Linked DNA regions of Mus musculus: all the other regions are linked to region 1. The links are chromatin contacts, called in public Hi-C maps. All regions are on one chromosome and are shown on one strand. Each heading gives the region's core, a stretch centred on a gene start, on an enhancer-like site or on the middle of the called end of the contact. The rest is flanking DNA. Distances are from core to core; before and after follow the strand shown. Region 1 overlaps Gabbr2 (gamma-aminobutyric acid (GABA) B receptor, 2). Region 2 overlaps Gabbr2 (gamma-aminobutyric acid (GABA) B receptor, 2). Region 3 overlaps Gabbr2 (gamma-aminobutyric acid (GABA) B receptor, 2).

Region 1 (2,605 bases), core at 55-2,554:
GCTGTTCTAATTGGTTTATGGAAGATGGGTAGCTGAGTCCAGGTTGCTGGGGCACAGGGAGTTCCTCACAGGTGGTACCTCAGTTACCCTTGCAGGTTTATGTTTCAACACCCTGCTGACGGATTCATATGTGTGTGTGTGTATATATATATATATATATATATATATATATATATATATATATATACATATGATAAGTACACTGTAACTGTCTTCAGACACACCAGAAGAGGACATCAGATCTCATTACAAATGGTTGTAAGCCACCATGTGGTTGCTGGGATTTGAACTCATGACCTTCATACTCTTAGCCTCTGAGCCATCTCTCCAGCCCGACAGACTCTTTTAAAAATCCCTTTACTAGGAAATAGCAGCCGTGGAAGCTGACACACAGGAAGGTAGCCATTGTCTGTTGGGAGCCTTCACGCATGCTCCTTGAGTCCCCAGAGGCTGTGTCACCTCTCAGGGGAGGATATAGAGAATGGACCAGATGCAGGGACCTGCCTGGGGCTTATGGTGGTGAGTGACAGGGCTAGATGGGAGCCTGAGACTCTATCTCTGACTGGGATGTACCAAATCAGCAGGAGAGGCATGCAGTGCGGGCATGTCTGAGGACCTGGGGATAACCGCAGATCTCTGGAGTGTCAAGAGGAAGCAGAGTCCTATGTTCTTTGACCTTCAAGGAGTGGATTGAGGACTCCTGAGCACTGGGTTGAGACAAGGAAGAAATTTCCGGCAACACAACCTATCTGCAATCTGTAGTGGCTGTCCTGGGTATATTCACATCCAGATCTCCGGAAGGGGTGAATGTGGCCATGCTGGTAGTGGGGCATGGGGTTGGGGCTGGGGTAGAGAGTCTTTGGAGATATAATTAGGGATCTGTGAATGGAATTTTGTCAGATCATCTAATTGGTCCCCAAACCCAATTCCAAGGATTTGGAGAGAAGAAAGGACTTAGACAATTTTTGAGACAAGGACTGCCTGGAGACACCTTCACTGGAGGGGTCTGGGAAGGGCTCTCCCTTAGAGCCTGCAGAAGAAACACAGCCATGCATCAGGAGGGGAACTGGGATATCATTTATGCTCATCTCCTTGGGCTGTGGTGGGGCCTGAGACCAAGCCCAACACAGACTAAAGGCTTAGTCACATGGGGCATGCTCTGTTTATTTGCTTTGCTTCTTTTCATGTTGTGAAGGCCCCTAGGAGAGACAGGCCTGGCAAAGAAGCACCCCCCAACTCTGCCTCCTGCTTGGTACCTACCATGAGGAGCCCCTTGTAGGCGTAGACAATGCCGAGCCAGATGGTCATGTGGGTGTTTTCGCAGTGTTCCAGCAGTGGGCGGATGGAGATGTCCCGTCCTGCTGGGTCCGGCTGCATAGAGAGAAAACAAAAACCCCAGGGATAGATTGGCCACCTTCCAGCAGCAGAGTTCCAAGCCAAAGGCCTCCTTTTCTCACATACTCCACAACCAGTGATACATCAGGAGACCTTTGCAATCCCATGGTGGGACAAAGGTGACAGCTTAGCACCAACTGTGTTATATGCTTGATGGCTGTAACTCAAGCCTCCACCCTGGGTCCTGTGGCTTCTTCATGGTGGTCCAACTTGGAATAGAGGGGCTGTGGGAAAGAGTGCATTAGTACTGTGCCCCAAGGATCTGATAAGACCTTAAACCCTTCTGATAGAAATATAGATTATTTTGAAGATGTGCATGCTCCTCCTTCCTCTTGGTCACAAAGCACCCCAAAGAATTGGAATTTCCCCCAGGAATCTCACTGAAGTCTGACACCAGCCAGCTGCAGAGCTTGTCTCCTAGAAAGAGATCACTCATGGTACCGACAGCTTGTCAGATCACCTTGCAGAAGAGACTGGAGCCCACACCATGATGGGCTGAGGATGGTCTGGACCACACCTTGATCAAAAGTGCTTTGCTATGCCTTCCTCTGGCCCTCTAAACCAAAACTTCATGTGAGGACCCAAGGATGGCTTGGGAGGGACTCACTGAATCTCTGTGTCCCTCTCCCAGTGTGCCCAAGTTGAATAATGTTTCTCTTCTACTTTGTTTTTTTTTTTTTTTTGAGACAGGGTTTCTCTGTGTAGCTCTGGCTGTCCTGGAACTTGCTCTGTAGAACGTGCTGGCTTCAAACTCAGAAATCCGCCTGCCTCTGCCTCCCAGGTGCCGGGACTAAAGGCTTACAAGCTACTGCTGCTTGGCTTCTACTTTTTTTTTTTTAATTAGTGTTTGTTTAATTGTCTTATTAAGAATAAATGGCCAGATCCGGCTCATGGGGCTGTTAGGGTCCAGGCTCTGATTCTTTTTTTTTTTTTTAAAGATTTATTTATTTATTGTATGTAAGTACACTGTAACTGTCTTCAGACACTCCAGAAGAGGGCATCCGATTTCATTACGGATGGTTGTGAGCCACCGTGGTTGCTGGGATTTGAACTCGGGACCTTTGGAAGAGTAGTCGGTGCTCTTAACCACTGAGCCATCTTGTCAGCCCCCGGCTCTGATTTTTAATAATTGTTGGCATCAGCAGCACAGAGATTAGAACTGGAACGAAACAGATGAGATTAGCCTGGGAAATTCCTGAAGTGTTCAGTG
Region 2 (2,605 bases), core at 73-2,572, 240 kb after region 1:
GTGTTGGATCTATTAAGATACCTAAGGAAAATGGCAAAGCAGGGTCTGGGAATCTGGATTCGGGCCGAGAACATCACTTGATTGGTTAAGTTCTTGCCTCACATAGAGCATGAGTTTGGATGCCTAGATGCAGTAGCTTGTGTATGTAATCACGGTTCTCCCACTGAGACATGGGGGGGTGGCTGAGGCAGGAGGGGCTCTGTAGGCATAAGGGACAGAGGGACAGTCAGCTGGACATATGCAGTGGAAAAGAACAAAGAGACTGTCTCAGGCAAGGTGGAAAGTGAGAGCCAACACCTGAGGAAATCACAACTCCACAAGCATGCATGCATGTACACATGCATGTGTGTGCACACACACACATGTACATGCACACACACACACACACACATACACACACACACACACACACACATATTACATTTGTAAGGTAGAGAGATAACTGTTAAGAACAGCTAGCAATCTTCCAGGAGACCCGAGTTCAGTCTCCAGAATCCACACTGACTGGTACAAACACTCACACACACACACTACATGATGATTTATGTAATCATCCCAACACCCATGCTTTAAAAATGATTTTAGTCAATCCAGGTTCAGCCCTGACTGTGGACCCCTTGGAAGGACAGTTGGCTTCCTCAGTCCAACTGTCCTGCTCTCTCAGATGAGGTTGAACATGCTATCCTGTAAGGTTGCTCTTAGGATCATGGTCTCTAATGCAGACACTCACCTTAATACTGCCTGAGCACCCACTGTGTGCTTCCTGTCATTTATTCCCCATAGTGAGGATACAAGCAATTGGGGAACAGACAGCAACCCCTGTCTTTAAAAAACTCAGCTTCTGAAAGAAGTTAGCTAACAAGTCTATTAATACTGATAACACTACCCAGAGTCAGGACAACGCTACAATTCATAGTTGCCATCAACGGAACCCGGCCATCTTTCGGTTACCAAAAACATATTTCGATTTAAAAATAGTTGCATTCTCTAACTCATCTAACTCCCTTCCTAAGATGGATCTCAATTACAGTTCTTGAAGCTGCTGTGCAGTGCAGGGTTACATCATCACACCAAAGACTTCCTATGACATTTGAATCTAATTCAAGAAAAAAAAAAAAAGATCTGATTTCAGCAGCTTTTAGTCCAGACTTTAGAAAAATTAATTATGCATGCATTCAAGTTGCAATGAGCAAACTTGATAATTTAGGCAGTTTAGCAATTGGGTTGAAATTGTATCGCTAATTTAAAGTCCTCTGCACCACTGGCTTCAGATACAAGGTTATGAAGCAGAATTAGCCTGGACCAGAACAGTGACTCAGCATGAGCAGTCCCGGCTGCCTTGACTGATTTTTAGGAACAGAGAAGAGAAGGCTCCTGGCTGAGCCCAGATGGCGATCACTAGGGTGCACCAGGGCTGCAAGTGAGCCTGCCTGAGTCATTTCTGCCCCCAACCCAACAAAAGCCACAGTGCCCTCTTCACAACCCTGGGAGAGGAATCACAATAAATGAAGCTTTGGGGCTTTAGGGACCTTTCTTAGCCTCTCTCAGGCTCCTTATCTGCAAAGCAAATGTGGCCACAGTACCTTCCCAGTATCTGGGAAGTTGAGTTAAAATATGTCAAATGTCTGGTACACAGGAAGTGCTCAATAAATGCAGCTTCTTGGCATATTTGATGTGGTGGTTTTCATATGTGACACAAACCCTTAGTAGCTTTTCTCCTTGACAAGAGAGGCCATGATAAGGTCCATTGGCTTTGAGTGCCCCAGCCTAGCCTGCCTATGTTCTGCCTGGAATTCCAATCCAAGGAGCTCTAGGTATAACAAAATGGTTGTTGGTTTCTGTCATTAAGTTTGGAATGGCTTGTTACATACAGTCAGTGCCTGGAACACTCAGCAGGTGCACTCATCCCTTCTACACTCCTTGGGCCTTCTTTGAGCAAGTCAATGCAATGGGTACAAAGGGAGCCTCGAGAGTGCCTTCCTATTTATATCTGTGCCAGCACGTGGCTATAAACAGCAGTGTGTCTGTGGGCGCAGGAAGGGCCCAGCTTGCTCTGCTCTCCTACCCAGGCTGTCAGTACCCCAGTCACCGGCAGCTTTGAGCTACCCATGCAAAGCAAACTGGCTTGAGACACTCCCAAGAATTTAGCACGGCTCTAGGAAGCCAGTATGAGCTGACTTCAGAGCATCACAGAAAACCACATTCTAGGTAAGAAAATTGCTAAGAAAGATGTATAGCTCTGGGTGGGAGGCGGTGGGGACTATTTAAGTCCCAAACTCCCAATGATCTTCTCCGGAAAATAAGGGACAACAATAAATAGCACACAGCCAGGACATAACAAGGCTTCCAGAGCTGCTGATAGCCTCCAGCGACGGACCCAGGAGAGAGGAGTAAAGTGAGGCCAGGCACTATTTGTTGGAAACATCATGGAGACAGGAGGAGCTGATGACTTGGTGGAGGTGAAGCCCATCCCAGATCACCTTAGACTGAAGAGGTGCAAGACTACCCCCAAGTAAGAAAGCAGTGAAGGCAGAGAGCTTGCCTCAGGCTTGGGTTTGATGGGAGAGAGATGGGAGCCAGGCCTGGATACCTGATGCTGAGACAG
Region 3 (2,605 bases), core at 74-2,573, 190 kb after region 1:
AAGTGGGTCGCTGAGAGAGTCTATGAATCCTCTAACCTGGTCCTGGAGTTCCAGAGTTTTCTCCCTTAAAATAAGCATGTCCCCACCCCACCTCCAACAGGGGCTGCAAGCCATCAGCCTGATCCCCTCTAACTCATGGCCAGTCTCCCCAGAGCACACCCTCGCTGACATGGCAACGCTCAGGGCACTTTGGGCAACTGGTGTGTGGTATCGCACTATCCTCGTGGTCTAGGGATGGCACTATGGTGTCTGAACTGGGGAAGCTTGAGGGGAAATAGGCTCCATCTATGTGGCTACAAGGAAGCCGCCATCCATGCTGAGCCAAGAACTTAGAATGAGGCTGCTGTGAGATGTAACCTCTCTCATGCAAGTCCAATAAACTCATTGGTTCCCTGGGGTGGGCTGCGGTGGCATTGCCCTTTGGCTTGTCATCAGGTCTTTAGGAGGAGGTAGCTGTTCACATCTCTCCCAGAGAAGGACCTTTAGCAACTCTATGACTTCACAGCCACAGATTGCCTGCAGGAGTTGAACACCTATACCCTCTAACTTCTGCCACGCCTCTGGCCTCTCACACTTGTGTCACAGATCATCATGAAATTCCCAGACAGGCGTGCAACTCCAGAGACCCAAACCCCACCCTCCTCTACCGTCCTGACATGCTCCCTTCTTTGATGGCCAGCTGGCACCTTCCTGGTTGTACCCTAGTTGGTCTCTCCCTTTTCTGATGCCCAGATTCAGAGTCCTGTATCCTGCCCAGGATCTCTCTGGGATGGGGGAGGAATAAAGCCAACCTTTTCTGGTCCTCACACTGATGTGTGGGAATTTAGACTCCCAGTGGCTGAGTGACTCAGACCAGGACAAACACAGTGTAAGCCTCCCTCAAAGCAGGCCTGATTCAAGAAACACAGCAAAAGGCAAAAGTTAAAATTAACCTGTTTCAGCACCAGCGTGCTTTTTCACCCGGCAGCAGGCGAATCCCTATTTTTGTGGCTCGGGAAACAGAAACAGCCTATTTTCATTCCAGCATTCCAGGTGGGGCTTGGTCCACCAAGGCTGTCTGTCCACTGCACCTTCAGTGGACAGACAGTCAGGGCTCCTTATGCAGCCCACACCCTACAACCCGTTTCTGAAAGAGGTCAAGATATTCAAATCCTCCAGCAGATGCAGACCTATACACCCTTTGTGGGTGAGCTCAGCCTCCAGATGGGGCAGAAGCAACTTGGGAGAACCATGCCTTGGATCCTAACAAATGGATGTACAGTTCCTGTAAGTGAGGGGGGGGGGGGCAGGTTTCCAGGCTGGCAGGCCACTCCCACCAGGATACAGATCTGCCTTTCTTCCCACATTCAGACTCTGCAAGGCTAGAGGAGAATGGCTCCCTTGGGCTTAGTCTACCACAGTTGCCTCCCAAATCATCGGATCGCTCAGATCCGCCTAGCACTGCTCAGTTCCCAGGTCTCTGGGCCCTTTCATGTTTGCATCTTACTGTAACCCTTTATCTGGCCCTGGGATCTGGAAGGAAGCACAAGCAGGGAAGTTGGGGGCTGGCCTTAAGTGGTACCAAGATGCTGGTTGCAGATACACAGCAGATCTACCGAGGCAGGGGGAGACAGAAGCGGCTGGCAGACCTCACTCATCCCTATAGCCAAGGCCACACTGACCATGGCTCTCCGAGGAGGCTTTGTTCTTCAGCCTGTTTACCCTTGGCTCCTGCTACCAAGAAGAAACTCAAATCCAGAGAAGGTGAGGGACTGGGCTAAGGTCTTATAACAGCTAGAGACACCTTGAGGGCTTAAAGCCAGTCTCTCTCTCTCTCTCTCTCTCTCTCTCTCTCTCTCTCTCTCTCTCTCTCTCTCATACACACACACACACACACACACACACACACACACACACACACACACTCTGGCCTGTGCTAGCTCCCTGGGGGCTGTGAAGTTTGCTGCCCTCTAGCCCCTTCTGTTGCACCGGCTCACACCTGGTGTAGCTTGCTTCAGCTGCATGAAGGATCCTGCTGCCCAAACCCACCCACATTCCCACCCCCTAATACTTTATTCTTCTCTCACTGATAGCCTCTGTATCCCATCTGCCTGTCCCCTCTCCTGCTTCAGCAGTAACCCTGTGTCCCATGCCAGGAGAGTTCATGTGGCCAGGCTCAGTGGGCTACCAGTCCTGTATCACGCCTCTGTCACAACCTGGATTCAGGGAAGGTCCCTGTTGGTGCTCCATCACTGTCCTGACTTCTCAGCCCCCAGACATGCAGACTTCCTCATTAGCAGCTGCCTGTTTGAATTGGTCGTTCTGTTCCCTCACAGGGCTGCACTTCACCCAGCAGCCCTTTCCCACCCTTCAGATCTCAGATCCAGTGTTACCATCTCCCAGAGGCCTTTGCTGAGTGCCCACATAGCCACTATTTAATCCCACACGCCTACTTATTTTGAGCACAGCCCTGTCTTATTACAGCAACTTCATGGCCTGGGCTAGGCTGGTTGAATTTAAATCCGGCCTTACTGCTTAGTAGCTGTGAAACCTTAGGCAAGCTCCATGGCCCGTGGGTACCCCACCTTCCTTATATATAAAGTGGGGATGATAACAGACCAGTAAC

The links. A called contact is a pair of places that touch in the nucleus more often than the background predicts.
Region 2: a Hi-C map of cerebral cortex shows a contact between it and region 1, with 2.6 times the contacts expected there. The contact joins two enhancer-like sites. A contact is called at or near these places in 2 of 15 datasets of contacts at CTCF or cohesin (large pre-B cells and stem cell-derived epiblast-like cells) and 6 of 484 Hi-C or Micro-C datasets (DN2 thymocytes, bone marrow-derived macrophages, cerebral cortex and 3 more).
Region 3: a Hi-C map of cerebral cortex shows a contact between it and region 1, with 2.2 times the contacts expected there. The contact joins two enhancer-like sites. A contact is called at or near these places in 1 of 15 datasets of contacts at CTCF or cohesin (stem cell-derived epiblast-like cells), 5 of 484 Hi-C or Micro-C datasets (bone marrow-derived macrophages, cerebral cortex, hematopoietic progenitor cells and 1 more), 2 of 115 datasets of contacts at active chromatin or transcription factors (T-cell acute lymphoblastic leukemia and microglia) and 2 of 9 other capture datasets (liver and pancreatic islet).

The regions. Positions count from the first base shown.
Region 1 is chr4:46,683,012-46,685,616 of GRCm38.p6, forward strand. It overlaps Gabbr2 (gamma-aminobutyric acid (GABA) B receptor, 2), which reads right to left. Exons shown (of 19, transcript NM_001081141.2): 14 at 1,261-1,371. Among named protein-coding and RNA genes, the nearest start is that of Tbc1d2, 34 kb to the left of the region's middle. Within about 2 kb of position 1,305, at least 16 of the 459 cell types and tissues checked have an H3K27ac peak or open chromatin away from gene starts, as enhancers often do. A contact at or near this core is called in cerebral cortex and cortical neurons, where this site is marked.
Region 2 is chr4:46,926,964-46,929,568 of GRCm38.p6, forward strand. All of the region lies in intron 1 of Gabbr2 (gamma-aminobutyric acid (GABA) B receptor, 2), which reads right to left. Among named protein-coding and RNA genes, the nearest start is that of Gm32135, 46 kb to the left of the region's middle. Within about 2 kb of position 1,323, at least 10 of the 459 cell types and tissues checked have an H3K27ac peak or open chromatin away from gene starts, as enhancers often do. A contact at or near this core is called in cerebral cortex and cortical neurons, where this site is marked.
Region 3 is chr4:46,872,033-46,874,637 of GRCm38.p6, forward strand. The region is part of intron 2 of Gabbr2 (gamma-aminobutyric acid (GABA) B receptor, 2); the gene reads right to left. All of the region lies in intron 3 of Gm32208 (a long non-coding RNA gene), which reads left to right. Among named protein-coding and RNA genes, the nearest start is that of Gm32135, 9.0 kb to the right of the region's middle. Within about 2 kb of position 1,324, at least 13 of the 459 cell types and tissues checked have an H3K27ac peak or open chromatin away from gene starts, as enhancers often do. A contact at or near this core is called in cerebral cortex, where this site is marked.